2 separate regions of the Capsicum annuum genome follow, and region 2 is linked to region 1. Evidence: chromatin contacts called from public Hi-C data. All regions are on one chromosome and are shown on one strand. The core of a region is the stretch at or near the end of the contact, and the rest is flanking DNA. Distances in the headings are between cores, read along the strand shown.

What was found. Hi-C and Micro-C count contacts between places; a contact is called where the count stands out from the background.
Region 2: a contact with region 1 is called in a Hi-C map of leaf, with 2.1 times the contacts expected there. The contact joins the enhancer-like site here to the promoter of LOC107842363 in region 1. A contact is called at or near these places in 2 of 5 Hi-C or Micro-C datasets (leaf and placenta).

Annotation. Positions count from the first base shown.
Region 1 is chr9:176,889,833-176,896,559 of UCD10Xv1.1, reverse strand. It overlaps LOC107842363 (tRNA dimethylallyltransferase 9), which reads left to right and starts at 3,256. Exons shown (of 11, transcript XM_016686162.2): 1 at 3,256-3,620; 2 at 4,070-4,123; 3 at 4,720-4,762; 4 at 5,536-5,644; 5 at 5,995-6,193. The coding sequence starts at 3,357.
Region 2 is chr9:176,991,146-176,997,872 of UCD10Xv1.1, reverse strand. It overlaps LOC124887426 (a long non-coding RNA gene), which reads left to right. Exons shown (of 2, transcript XR_007045165.1): 1 at 1-3,481. Among protein-coding and RNA genes, the nearest start is that of LOC124887426, 4.9 kb to the left of the region's middle. Within about 2 kb of position 3,497, at least 3 of the 5 cell types and tissues checked have an H3K27ac peak or open chromatin away from gene starts, as enhancers often do. A contact at or near this core is called in leaf, where this site is marked.

The sequences.
Region 1 (6,727 bases), core at 2,007-4,506:
TATATTTTGTCAAGTGACAATATTCAACATTTCATATGTGACATCTTCAAGTGCGTGGAGTGCAAATCAAATAAGTTTTCACTTACCAAGATGCACCCTTTCATGTCACTTGATAAATATTTCCACGCCAGCATGCTTAAATTAACGTAGAATTCAGATCCTCATAATCTTTCATAATATTGCGCCAATATTGTATCAAACATATTAATGATATTTCATTTCGTATCGATTCACAATGTGACATAGCATTTTGAGATCTCATCACTTCATTATTTTCAGGTACCTAAACCTCTCATAAGGTTTTATGAAGTGTTATGTCGTAGGTTCTAATAGCACATTGCCTTCTTAGTATGATTATTTTCTCTGTATCCTTTTCAAGGATTATTTTATTTAGAACCGATTGATCTACCTCACTTCATGCATGGATACATTTTGTCCTTTAGGGACACAAAATAGGAGCACTTGCAGCTTAAATATGAGATGTTTTCGGTATTTGACTTGAATTATCTTTTGAATGATGATCTAATGATAATTCCTAACAAATTTTTTTAGCTGCTTGTAATCTCCCCCTTGTGTTAGGAAAACTAACATATATCCTCCCTTTTCTTTGAGGAATCCATCTTTGTGCATCATGGTATATTCATTAATCATATACCGCACATTAACTATTAGATGGACAATGTGTGATTCCTGACTTAGAACCAACTTTAAGGGAAAATTAATCATAATTTATTGGCTTGATGCATACAAGTACTTTTGTATATAATATTTCAAACCAACACATGGAGCTTTTGTTCTTAATGGTTTAACTATTTATTGAAGGCATTCAATGCTAAACCATGATTGTCAAGATGAATTGTCTTGATTGCATAATCTGAAAGTTATGTTCTTAACTCAATTTTATTGAGCAAACAACTTTATAAATGTCAAACTGCAAGTTGACAATAAAAGCACATGTGATCATCTATATTGATGCATCTTAATAGATCACATGACTGGTGAATGGGCCCATATTCACCTTTTATACTTTTTAAATTTTAAGGGATCCAATCTCAATATCAGTTGGTTCAACCAACTTATTATGAGAACAAGCAACATTAAAAGTAATGAAGAATTTTCTAATTCTTCAATATATGTTACATACTCAGTATGCACATCTTTGAGATGTCGCAATAGTTCATATCAATTTATGAACTTTTATATTAGTAACTTCAACTTTACCATGACATGTACCTTTATTCTTTAGTAAATTTCAGATTTACTATTACATGAATAAATTTCAGATTTACTACTTTAAAAGTAGATATCAAAATAACTTTTCTCAATTATTTAGCCTCTTTTGGAGGCGAGTTGTGATACCATCACAATCAAATACACGTTTGCATTAATAAGTTTCTCATTCCCCAGGAATGGAATATAATCATGTCTTAAGCGTATCAAATTCTGGTAGCTACAAAAGCAAATTGAGGCATACATATGATTTATTACTACCACATTCAATTCAAGGAATGAAACATATTTAATGGGACATGTTTCACCAAATACTCATTATTTTGCTTTAACCATCATAATATCATCAATATGGTGCATTGAAATTCAAACTCAACGTCTTATCCATATAAAAGCATCTTAGGCATAAATCAATGAACTTGAACCCAACATATTATCATCCATTTTGATAATATTATTCTTGAGGAATGAATTTAAAACATAAATGGTTCTAAACTAATTATTTTTCCTCAAATCCAATAATAATTATATCATTAATAGAAAAATACAAATAACATAAGGAATTACTAACCTTGACCATTAGATTTATAATCTCACCTTATTTGATAGCGTCTCGTGCTGATAACGTGTTTAAAATAATAAAGAATAAAGAACAGGAGTAGAGAGAAAAGATAGAGTAATTGTTATTTAGCCCTTCTATTTATAAGAGAAAATACTCATAGTTTTTGACTAAAAGACATTCGATGGTTTTTGACTAAAAGACATTCGATGGTGCCTGTGGAACTGTTGTGGCGGGGAATGCCCTTTGCTGTGATGCTTGCTGCTCACGAGTACACTAGAAGAAGGAAATGAGCTGAGTGCCCGAGGAATTGGGTTTCCGTGTATCCATTCCTGGGGATAAGATGAAGCTATAACCAGGGGTGTTCATGAGTCGGTTTGGGTCGGTTATTGGTCAAAACCATAACCAAACCAACTTAATCGGTTTTTAAATTTCTAAAACCAAACCAAACCAACACAAAAAATAACCATCGGTTTGGTTTTTGTCGGTTTAGTTCGGTTCGGTTTGATTTTTCGGTTTATAACTTTAGTTAATGATAAAAGTTGAAATTTTTCTTAAAAAAATCCAATCCAATATATGAGATGTCAACCGTGTGTTGTTCTTCAACCTTAAAACTAAGATGTCAATTTATTGTTATACTTAGGCAAAGCTATGAACAACATCATGTGAACGCTTCTACAAAAGTATTTAGAAACTACATATAAGAGAATGATATGATAACCCCCAAAAGGTAAACACATGATTTTTTTGCTCAATAGGGACCAAAAAGAAAGTTCAAAACTAGTGATTATCAATAGTCTAATAAAACTCACCTATAAAATCCCATAGACAACAAGATAATTTTCACAATTAGTATCATTTGTCATTCAAAGTGCTAAAATTATATAGAATCTCATAACGTACATAAATAAATGGAGAAATATGACTAAAATTGCTTTGATTAAAGTTAAATTCATGATTAAAATTTAAAATATAAAAAATATTTATATTTTATTTATGAATAATATATAAATAATTTATATATGCATATTTATGTGTGTGTATACATATATATACATATAGATATGTATGTATATATATATATATATATATATATATATATATATATAATTTTTACCGGTTCGGTTTGATTATTTTGACGATTATTTTAGAGTAAAACCAAAATCAAACCAAACCAAACCTAACCAAATATCAGTTTGGTTTGGATTGCGGTTCGGTTTGGTTTTTAACCAAACCATGAATAGCCCTAGCTATAACATGCAAGTACTAACTAGTTAGTAGGCTCACACTTGGACAAAAATACTTCAAATACTGATAGATATCAACTAAATTTTATTAGATATTAATAGATATACATTTATAACATCTATTTATTTTTATGGCTAAATTTGAGCCAAATTTTCGTGGCAAAAGGATTTTTCCTAATCGAAAATATTAGCGGGATCAATATGTACCCACCTCGGCCCGCCCTCCCCCACTTTTATTCCTGAGTGGAAACAAAATTTCAAACGGGCCTTAAAGAAACTATAAAGTTAAAAAGTTGCAAAAAATTTTCTGTGTCTAGGAAATGATAAGCCCCATCGGAACTAGAGGCGTTCGAATTAGCACTTATCTCCGGCGTCCATACGCGGCGGAGACACTTCTCCTTACAGGCCACTTCTTCCGCCGCTGCTGCCGCAGACACAGCCGCTTCTTCACCTCCTCCTCCTCCTCCTCCACCAAGGAGAAAGTTATTGTCATTTCTGGACCTACCGGTGCCGGCAAAAGCAAGCTAGCATTACAACTCGCTAAGCGACTCAATGGTGAAATCATCACCGCTGACTCTGTACAGGTTTGATTATGTTTGTGGAAATTCAGTTTGTTTGAACTATTGTTTTGTGTTCTTCGATTGTAGTATTATTTTGTTGTAGAACTGATCTGCTTTTCCGTTTAAAAAAGAATGAATACCGTATGGAAAGTTGAAATTAAAGTATTGCCAAAAAAGAAAAGGCGTCATAAAGTAGGTCAGTCTTTTTGAATCGGAGGGAGTACTATCTATTATCTCTTGTATTTCCATTAAGTCTTTTTCTGGACTGTTTTATTTTGAGCCGGGCTCTATCGGAATCATTCTCTCTATGCTCTCTCGTGGTACTACATTGGGTATGTTGTGTTTGTCGAAATTAAGTGCAGAATACAATACAATAAGATACATCATGAAACAATATGTAACAATCATCCAAACATAGTGTTATGCTTGAGGCATGTTTGGTAGCATAATTGATTTGTTCTCTGGCTTTATAGGTGTATCGAGGGCTTGATGTCGGTTCAGCAAAGCCTTCCCTAAGTGAAAGAGAGGTATTGCCTCAACACATTTGAAATTGTAGTGTGCTAATATTATTTCCTTGGGGCCACTTGGCATCCTTACTAATAATATATGGTCCAAAATTGTTGTTACTTTGGAAAATCAAGATATAATTGAGTGCATTCTTTTCATTTTGCCTTTATTAATAATCATTCTTGAAAATACTGAATATACACACACTCCAATATTCTGATTGCTTATATAACTTTGTTTTTATTTATTGAAGAGAGATTAAAGAGATAACATATTAAGTGATTAAAGATAATAAATGAGGGTAGTCAAAACACATTTTCTTAAGAGTCGTGTAAACCAGAAATGTGACAACTGGTAGAGGGGAAGTAGCATGTTTTACTGCCTGATTTCTTGAGGCATGCTTTAAACATGAAACATGTTTTGCCCTTTTTGGGGTTCTGCATAATATTGGTCCTTTTGGTTTCATTTGTGAATGTGTACTGAGTGACTTAACTTCTCGAGCTTCATTACTACCTGTTGTTCCGTCTGAGGAATGGAAAATACTTCATGAATTTTGATAGAATCATGTGTTAGAGTGCTGCCATGACAGACGCTTGTTTTTCTGTATGGTTTGCAGGAAGTAGTACATCATATGGTTGACCTAGTGGATCCATTTGAAGGTATTTCTGTCTAAATTAGATGGTCTGAAGCAATGAAACAATAATTTGCATGAATTTCAATAGCTGTGCAGCACATCCCTTCACTCAATGAAGCGTGATCTATGTCCTTTGCATTGTCATAAATTGTAATTTGGTGCTTATTTTTGTCGCTTGTGCGTAAATCAATGAAGGGAACACATCAAAATTCCTCAATTTATTGAAACCCTCAAATTGACCATTATATCTTTTTGATGATCAATTTCCAAGTAATAAAATGTCTAACTTATGTTGTAAATGATGTGAATTCTCTCCAAACCACTCAAAAGTGTAATGAGAGTTCACAAATATTGCTTGCTTCTCTTGCTAATTTTGTTTCACATCCGGACTAGATAAAGCCTTTGTGTAATTCCCTATTCAGTATGAGATAACTTCTCAGTTTCTTTTTAGAAAGATCTGGTATCATTTTCAGCAATGAACTAACATTTCACCATTGCTCATTTATGCTCTAGGCGTTTGCGATGTTTATACAAATCGTTGAGATTAAAGGAATAACTGGTATTTGTACTTTCAGAATAACACAAAATCCTAAACTCACACTGTGATCAAGAGTCAGTTTACAAGGAACCTGCGCAAGTTGGGTGGGGTGGGACTGTAATTCGAAGTGAAATTTCTGTTGTCTTCTTTGCTCATGTTTAGTAAACTGCTGGTATGCCCTATATGATGTGCTCTTTTAAAAAAAAATTCCTTTAATTCTAATGCATAAATTTCTCCTTTTCTTTTGGATATGTCATCAGATTATTCTGTTGGAGATTTTTTTGAGGATGCTAGGCGAACTACCAGAGATATCCTTGATAGGGGCCGTGTTCCAATAGTCGCGGGTGGTACTGGATTATATTTGCGGTGGTATGTGTTGAATATTACAGCTCATACTTGAAAGCTTCTGGTTTAATTGAGGACACATTCAAACTAAAGCTGAACTTTTTGGTTGCAACTTGTCTAACAAGAAGATTCATTCTGTAAAACTGACTGAGAGAGATCAAGAATTAGGTAATGCGAATCAGTTGTGGTGAGAGATATCTATTTAAAGCTTTATTATACTTAGAAATGAAGCTTGCGTATATCCTGTACCTGATGATAGAATTGGATCTTGGATGTACAAGAATTTTGTTTTCATACAATTTCTACGATTGAGTCACTTAACCTAAAGGGGCATGATCTTCCAACTCACTTAATAATTCTGTCTAATGTTTAAGGTTTATTTATGGGAAGCCAGATGTTCCAAAAGCCTCTCGAGACATTGCTGCAGAAGTCCACTCAGAGCTTGCAAGTTTACAGAATGATGAAGACTGGGATGCTGCTGTTCAGTTGTTGGTTAAAGCTGGTGATCCTGGTGCCCAGTGTTTATCGGCAAATGATTGGTATCGCTTGCATCGTAGGCTTGAAATTGTCAAGGTATTGTAGAAAGGTGTCTTTACCCGTGATCCCTCTGATTTTAACCCATTCTTTGTTAGTCAGATACGTGTCGCATGAGCTGCTGGACATTACACATTTCTGTGTTATGGTTTGTCGCTTACCAATGTGGTTGCAAGGAGAATCACAAGTTTTTCTTGTCAGCTATTGATGTGCTTTTAGAGAGAATTTCTGTTGGTTTTGTTAGAGCTCCTTGTGGTTATGAAATAGTTGAGATTAGATTGCACTCAAAGGTGTGGTGTAGTGGTCAATGAAGTGAGTTGAGTACCATGAGGTCTCGGGTTCAAATCCTAATGGAGACTAAACGCTAGGTGATTTGTTTCCATCTTTTCTAGCTTTGAAGGACAAAAGTACCTGATATTTATTTTTGGTGGGAGGTGACAGGTATTCAGTGGAATTAGTCGGGGTGTGCGCAAGCTGGCATGACACCACTGTTACCAAAAAATAAAATTGTTGAGACTGGATTGAGATATGCTCAACTATCAGTCCATAGTGTTGAAGCCTGTTCTGTTTATC
Region 2 (6,727 bases), core at 2,248-4,747, 100 kb before region 1:
GAATAAATTATACTACTTGACTGGTAAGAATAGTAGACAACTTCTGAAGATTCCATACATCATCAACTAAGAAAGTTGACACTTTAGAATTACTTGAATTTACACCAGCGGGTCTATAGTTATTTAGTGCTCCAAAACCAGACCAGTTGTCCCACCAAAAGTGAAAAGTACCTGACCTGATTCTCTATAAAATATGCTGTTCAGCATCTCTCTTATTCTTCATCATAGTTCTCCACATCAGAGATTGTCTAGTGGACCTTTTCCTGGCAACAACATGCATTCTCTTGCAATATTTGGTTAATAATAATTTCCCCCAAAGAGTGTTTTTGCTTTTGAATATCCATCATTGTTTTGATTTGTAGAGTCTTACATGTATCAGTAATATGTATAACACCAATACCACCTTCAGTAGCCAGGAAGCATAGCTTCTTCCATGAAGCCCAGTGATACTTCTTCTTATTATCCTTTTAACCCAGAAGAAATCAGCAAACAGATAGATGAGTTGTTTTATAATAGACTTTGGAGGTATGCAGGCAGAAAGAATGTGAATTGGCACAGACTGCAGGACGTGTTTAATCAGCACACTTCTACCACCATAACTAAGTAGTTTTGAATGTTATCCTACTATTCTTGAAGCCACACTACTAACCAAACCAGCATAGTGACTAATTTTCTATCTTTCAATATAAATGGGACAACCAAGGTATGTAATGGGGTTGTGATTTTGCTGAAATCCAGTTTCATCTAACCCTTGATACAGTGAAAGGAAAGGCGTGATCTCGCAGCATGAAATGACTCTTGTTCTTATTGATCATTTGGCCAAAAACTATTTCATAAAAAGCCAATGTCTTCATAATCAGTTTGAGAGGGTTTCTTCTACCAGTACTGAAGATGATGATATCATCTACAAAAGTGAGATGGTTAATCTGGGTTCCTCTCCAATCCATGTGAAAACTATGATATTGAGGCTGGTGATTAAGTTGTTGAGGGCTCTTGATAAAACTTCTACCCCTAGAATGAATAGAGCAGGGGAAAAGGGATCCCCCTACTTCAAACCCCTTATAGAGTAGGAAAAACCATATCTAGTACCATTCACCAAGATTGAGTACTAATTGTTGGACAAGGTTCTCCATATCATGTCAATAATGGGTTCACCAAATCCAAACCTCTTTAACACCAGACATGTATATGACCAAGACACCCTCTCATATGCCTTGGCCATGTCTAATTTAATGACAGCATTTCCTCCTACAACTAGTTTCTTGATGTTACTAATGATATCCTGAGCAAGCATGATATTTTGTGCAATGTTTCTTCCTCTCACAAAGCCATATTGGTTCGTAGAAATAATGTTGGGAAGGATAGGGGCTATTTTGAGGTAAATAAGTTTAGAGATGACTTTATTGGTAAATTTTCTCAAGCTGATTGGTCTAAATTCAGATAGTTTGTTAGGATGTGGCACTTTAGGGAGAAAGATTAGATATTTATGAGTGAAATATTCAAGTAAATCCTGACCACAAAAGAAAGCAAGAACCATTTAGAACAGATCCATACCAATAATATGCCAGCAGGATTGGAAAAATTTACCATTCATACCATCAGGGCCTGCTGTTGAATGGTTACTCATTGAGAAAACCGCAACCTTTACTTTCTCCATAATAGGGATAGCCTAAGTTTCTCATTCTGATCATCTGTTATCAATTTAAGAATATTAATAAGCATTTCCTCAGGCACAAACTCTGTTGCTCTTATAAAGATATCCTGAAAATATTAAACTACAGCTGCAGCTATATCAGTATCCCTTTGAATCTAAGCCCCTTCCTCAGTCTTGATTTTATGTATAAACATTTTTTCTTTTCTACCTCTGATAAAGGCATAAAAATAACTGGAGTTGGCATCACCATACTTGAACCAATGCAGCTGAGATTTCTATCTTAAAATAACATCCTCCACTTTGAGGTGTCTAATATACTCAGCTTGTATTTTGTGAAATTCCAATCTGTTTTCATCATCACCATTCAGGATTAAGATTTCTTCAGCAACCTTGACCTTTTCATCATAACTTTTCACATTGGCATATATGTCACCAAAAACCTTTTTAGACCACTTACTTAGAGTAGAAGTTAGTTTTTTCATTTTTAGGTGAAATCTCCACATAGGTGTTCCCTCATAGGGTGATTGCTAGAAAGTTTCCACAGTGGTAAGAAATGTGGGGTACTCCACCCAACAGTACAAGAATTTGAAATATTTAGTCTGTGCTTCCACCCTTTTATGTATTTCTAACAGCAAAGGGCAATGATCAGATCCCACAGAAGACAAGTGAGTAATGTTAGTCATTGGCATATCTCTCAACTAATCATCTGATACCATAGCTCTGTCCAATCTTTTTTATATTCTAAATTAAATATATCATAGATTGGACTGAGTAAACTTAGGACCATTGAAACCCAAGTCAGACAAGTCACAAGCCTCAATCACCCCTAAGAAGTCAAAGCTCTTCCTCATATCATATGGGATGCCTTCCATTTTTCACTAAATTCAATATTCACATTGAAATCTCCAATAGTGCACCAAGGTAAAGTTGTTGTAAACATTTGAACCAGCTTAGTCTACAAAGGTCTTCTAAGTGTATCTCTGCACTTAGCATAAACAAAAGTCATTAGATAGGATTGATGCAAAGCAGAATGCGTAATAGAGCATGTAATCTGCTGATCATCAATAGTAATGATGTCACAAGAGATATTCATGGACCAAAAGATCCAAATTTTGTCATTAGAGTTGCACAGGGCATGCTCCATCTTAAGATTTCTTTTGGCAGTTTCCAGATGAATATTATTGGAGAAAGGTTCCAGGATTGCAATCAGAGAGATATGGTGAATATTTGTGAGTTGTTAAAGTTTTTCCAGAACACCTTGGGTAAATATACCCCTTGTATTCCAAACATGATGACTGATCAATTGATTATTTTATGGGAAAGAGATCGGTAAGAGGTCTAGTTGTGTGCCCATTCAAGTTAGCTACAGTATGCTTGGTTCTTTTCCTTGAATTTCTTAAAGATCCCCTGGGAAATAGTCCATGTTGGTTGGCCAAGTGAGTCGCTTCTTTTGCAGATTTCTCTTGATTACCGGGGTCAAATACATCATACACAATTTCTTTAGTCTTCTCTAAATGACTCAAGTTGATTTCATCAGTCTCGTCTTTAGAGTTTATTACTCTATACTCATTATCAAGATCCTTGAGAAACCTCTGGGGTTCTCTTTCTTTGGCATTAGATTGCTCTATCACCTGTTCAAAGTTATGGGTGGCCTCATGTAACAAAGCGGAAGCATAACCCCTAATTTCCATTTCCTAAGCAGGCAACTAATCTTGTATCTGTTCAAAGATCATATTCTTAGGGTTTGATACCCCTACAGGATTCACACCTCATCGGGCAATGCACTGTCTTAAGATCTATCCAGCTGGTTCTCCTTATTAAAATTAGGTAACAAGTTCTTGTCACTGTCTTCTGCTATTACTTGGTCATATTGCACTCTATTATCCTCTAGTTGTTATGGTAATGACATGAACCTACCCTTATTATTGCCTGGACAACTAGTTGTGGTCTTAATATCTTGTTGAAGAGCTGTAAATACATTTGATATGGATGGAGCAGACTTATCTTGGTGACCCCCTGAATACTTATTTGGAGACCTTGGTTTGAAATACACACATGTTGAATCCTATTATGCTGACAATAATAGTAAAGAAGTTGAGGGTTAGAAAATGAAGCATCCACCATCTAGACATACAATCAAATTAAGTTAGATGAGCATCAATCATATTCTCCCAATAGGCAAGTCGGTTTGTTCACGTACATCTCAATATTTATAGAAGTATTTCCTTAATAGAGTTTTATTTTAGGAGTATTTTTCGAATTGAATAGTAGAAAGAAAAATATTAATTAATTCTCCTAACATATATTTTAGGAGTCCCATATATTTTAGGAAGTCTAATAGAAAGGAAAATATTAATTAATTCTTCTACTATATATTTTAGGAGTCTCATATATTTTAAGAAGTCTAATTAATATAATAAAAAATAATTAAATAATAAATTAAAAAAATAATGAAAAGACAGTTTTGTCTAAAGAAGAGTCTTTTAATGAAGGGTAAAAAGTTCAAATAACTTTTCTAAGGGTCTTCACACTTTTAATATATTATAGATATAGATATAGATTATAGATTGTAGATAATCTATATGTATATCTATAATATATTAAAAGTGTGAAATTTTTTAGAAAAGTGATTTGAATTTTTTGTCTTCATTAAAAGACTTCACAATAGACAAAACTGTCATTTACCATTTTACTAAATTATTATTTAATTATTTTGTAATACTTTAGGTGTCCCATTAAAATTTGGTTATTATCTTTCCTTATTTAAATATAATTAAAAATACTATTGATTTTCAATTATTAATTCACCTTCCTTATTTAAACATAATTAAAAATAAGGAAAAAAGTATGAAAAATATCTATACTTTAGTGAAATTTGCAGTTCACATCCTGAACTTTGCGGCGTGTATTTCACGTACATTGAGCGCGTAAGGAAAAAATATTTGATAAGGGAAAAATATATGTCAGTTAAATACGGTAAAAAATAATCTGGGGGGGGTCATAGGACCCCCACAAAGTTCAGGGTGCGTAATTGAAAATTTCGTCTAACTATAGGTATTTTTCGCACATTTTTTTCTTACAAATTTTGTTGATTTTCAATTATTAATTCACCTTTGAGGAACTAACCAAATATGAACTTTAATACTAGCAAAATACTACTTTAATAGTTATTTGTTCATCGAATTTGTGAGTCCCTTTTTAAAAATAATTTAACAAAAATAGGTAGATTATTTTGGAAAGAATTTTACTTAAAATATAAAAAAAAATTAAGTAAATTCTATTTTTTTTAATGTTAGCATCCGAGTAATTGTATGAATCTTTGTTTCTTTACTTTTCTATTTAATTTGTATTTATATTTTCTTTGCACTTTGAAATTCTTTTTATCAACTATTGGTTGTTCGTTGCTTTTAAATGTTGGTTTGATTGCCTAATTATGTAATTTTTTGCGCGTGTTTTGTCATATTTTTAGATTCTATCCTTAATTGTTGAGATTCTTATGACCTCGCCCGGAAGAATACGGTAAGGATAAAAATTTCAATTCAAATTCTAAGATTCATAAGAACACAAATAGAGAGAGTTTTTTATATATGTTGTTTGAAAATATTTTTTTTTCTTACACCCCATCTCCTAGGAGGATCAATAGAGTTTTCATTTATCCTCCAACGTGACTCGAACCTTCAATTTCTATTAATTTTATTGGCATATGATTATTATTTTCGAAAGTTTTATGATCTATCTACATTTATTATTTAAAAGGAAATAATTCACACAATAATTTTTTTGATCGATCATATGTGGGTCAATTGATTAGTCACAAAGAAATTGAGGTTAAAGCTTTTAATATACATCATGATACTTCCGTAAGTGTATCATTAAATATTTACATCTAATTATGTATGTTCTTTTATTAAAGACATATACAATATTGATTTTGAGTAATTGAAGAAAGTAAAAAGCTTGTTCATGTACGATCATTGACTATAGAAAGGTAAAGGAGTGATGTTGGACTAAAACGAAGGATAATGATATATTCTTACAAATTGTTTTTTTTATTTGTGTTTTCTTAGTTTTATAACTTTTTTTCTCCATTTCTTTTATATTTTATATTATGAATATTAATCTCAACCCTAAATTGAATCGTAGAGTACTAATAATACTTATATTTTAATTTAATATGATATATATGTACAACAAATGCTCCTTTGTAGCTTAATTTTTCTCTAAATCTTTTCCTTTTGATGAGCAAAAAATTTTTAATTCATTAAATTTTTCATTTTATTAATAGTTTTATTGATTAAGATGAAATACTTTTAGTGTCAAATTATATCTTTTAAATAAATAAAATATTTATTGCAACACAATTGCTATTTTTTGATAATTTTATTTCTTTATATATAATTATATTTATCAATACGAGACACACGTGCAAAGTACATGCACTTAACTAGTTAAAAGAAAAATGTACTTCTCCTAAATTACAAATGAGTGAAAAGATTAGAGAATAAGTGAATTTAGAAAAAGAAGATGGATCTCAAACACAGAACTAAATGTGTAGTGTAAATCTAACTTGCAGCTATTGATGGTTAGACTTTTACTCTTTTAGACTTCCCAACAACATTTGTTTGTAACTTAATAATGGATTTTGGATTTTTTAAATTTTAAAAATTATATTAAAATAATGAGTAAAAGGAAAATATATGTAAGGATTTTCATATAAGTGATATCAGAATTTGATTATATATGTAGTTAAATCCTATTTTGAGGGCATTGCTCACATACATTTTGCTTTTACTCATTATTTTAATATAATTTTTAAAATTTTAAAAATCCAAAATCCATTGTTAAGTTACAAACAAATGTTGTTGGGATGTCTAAAAGAGTAAAAGTCTAACTCGCAATAGCTTCAAGTTAGATTTACACTACACATTTAGTTCTTTGTTTGAGATTCATCTTCTTCTTCTAAACTCACTTATTCTCTAATCTTTCACTCATTTGTAATTTAGGAGAAGCACATTTTTCTTTGAACTAGTCAACTGAACTTGCTTTGCACGTGTGTCTTGTGTTGATAAATAT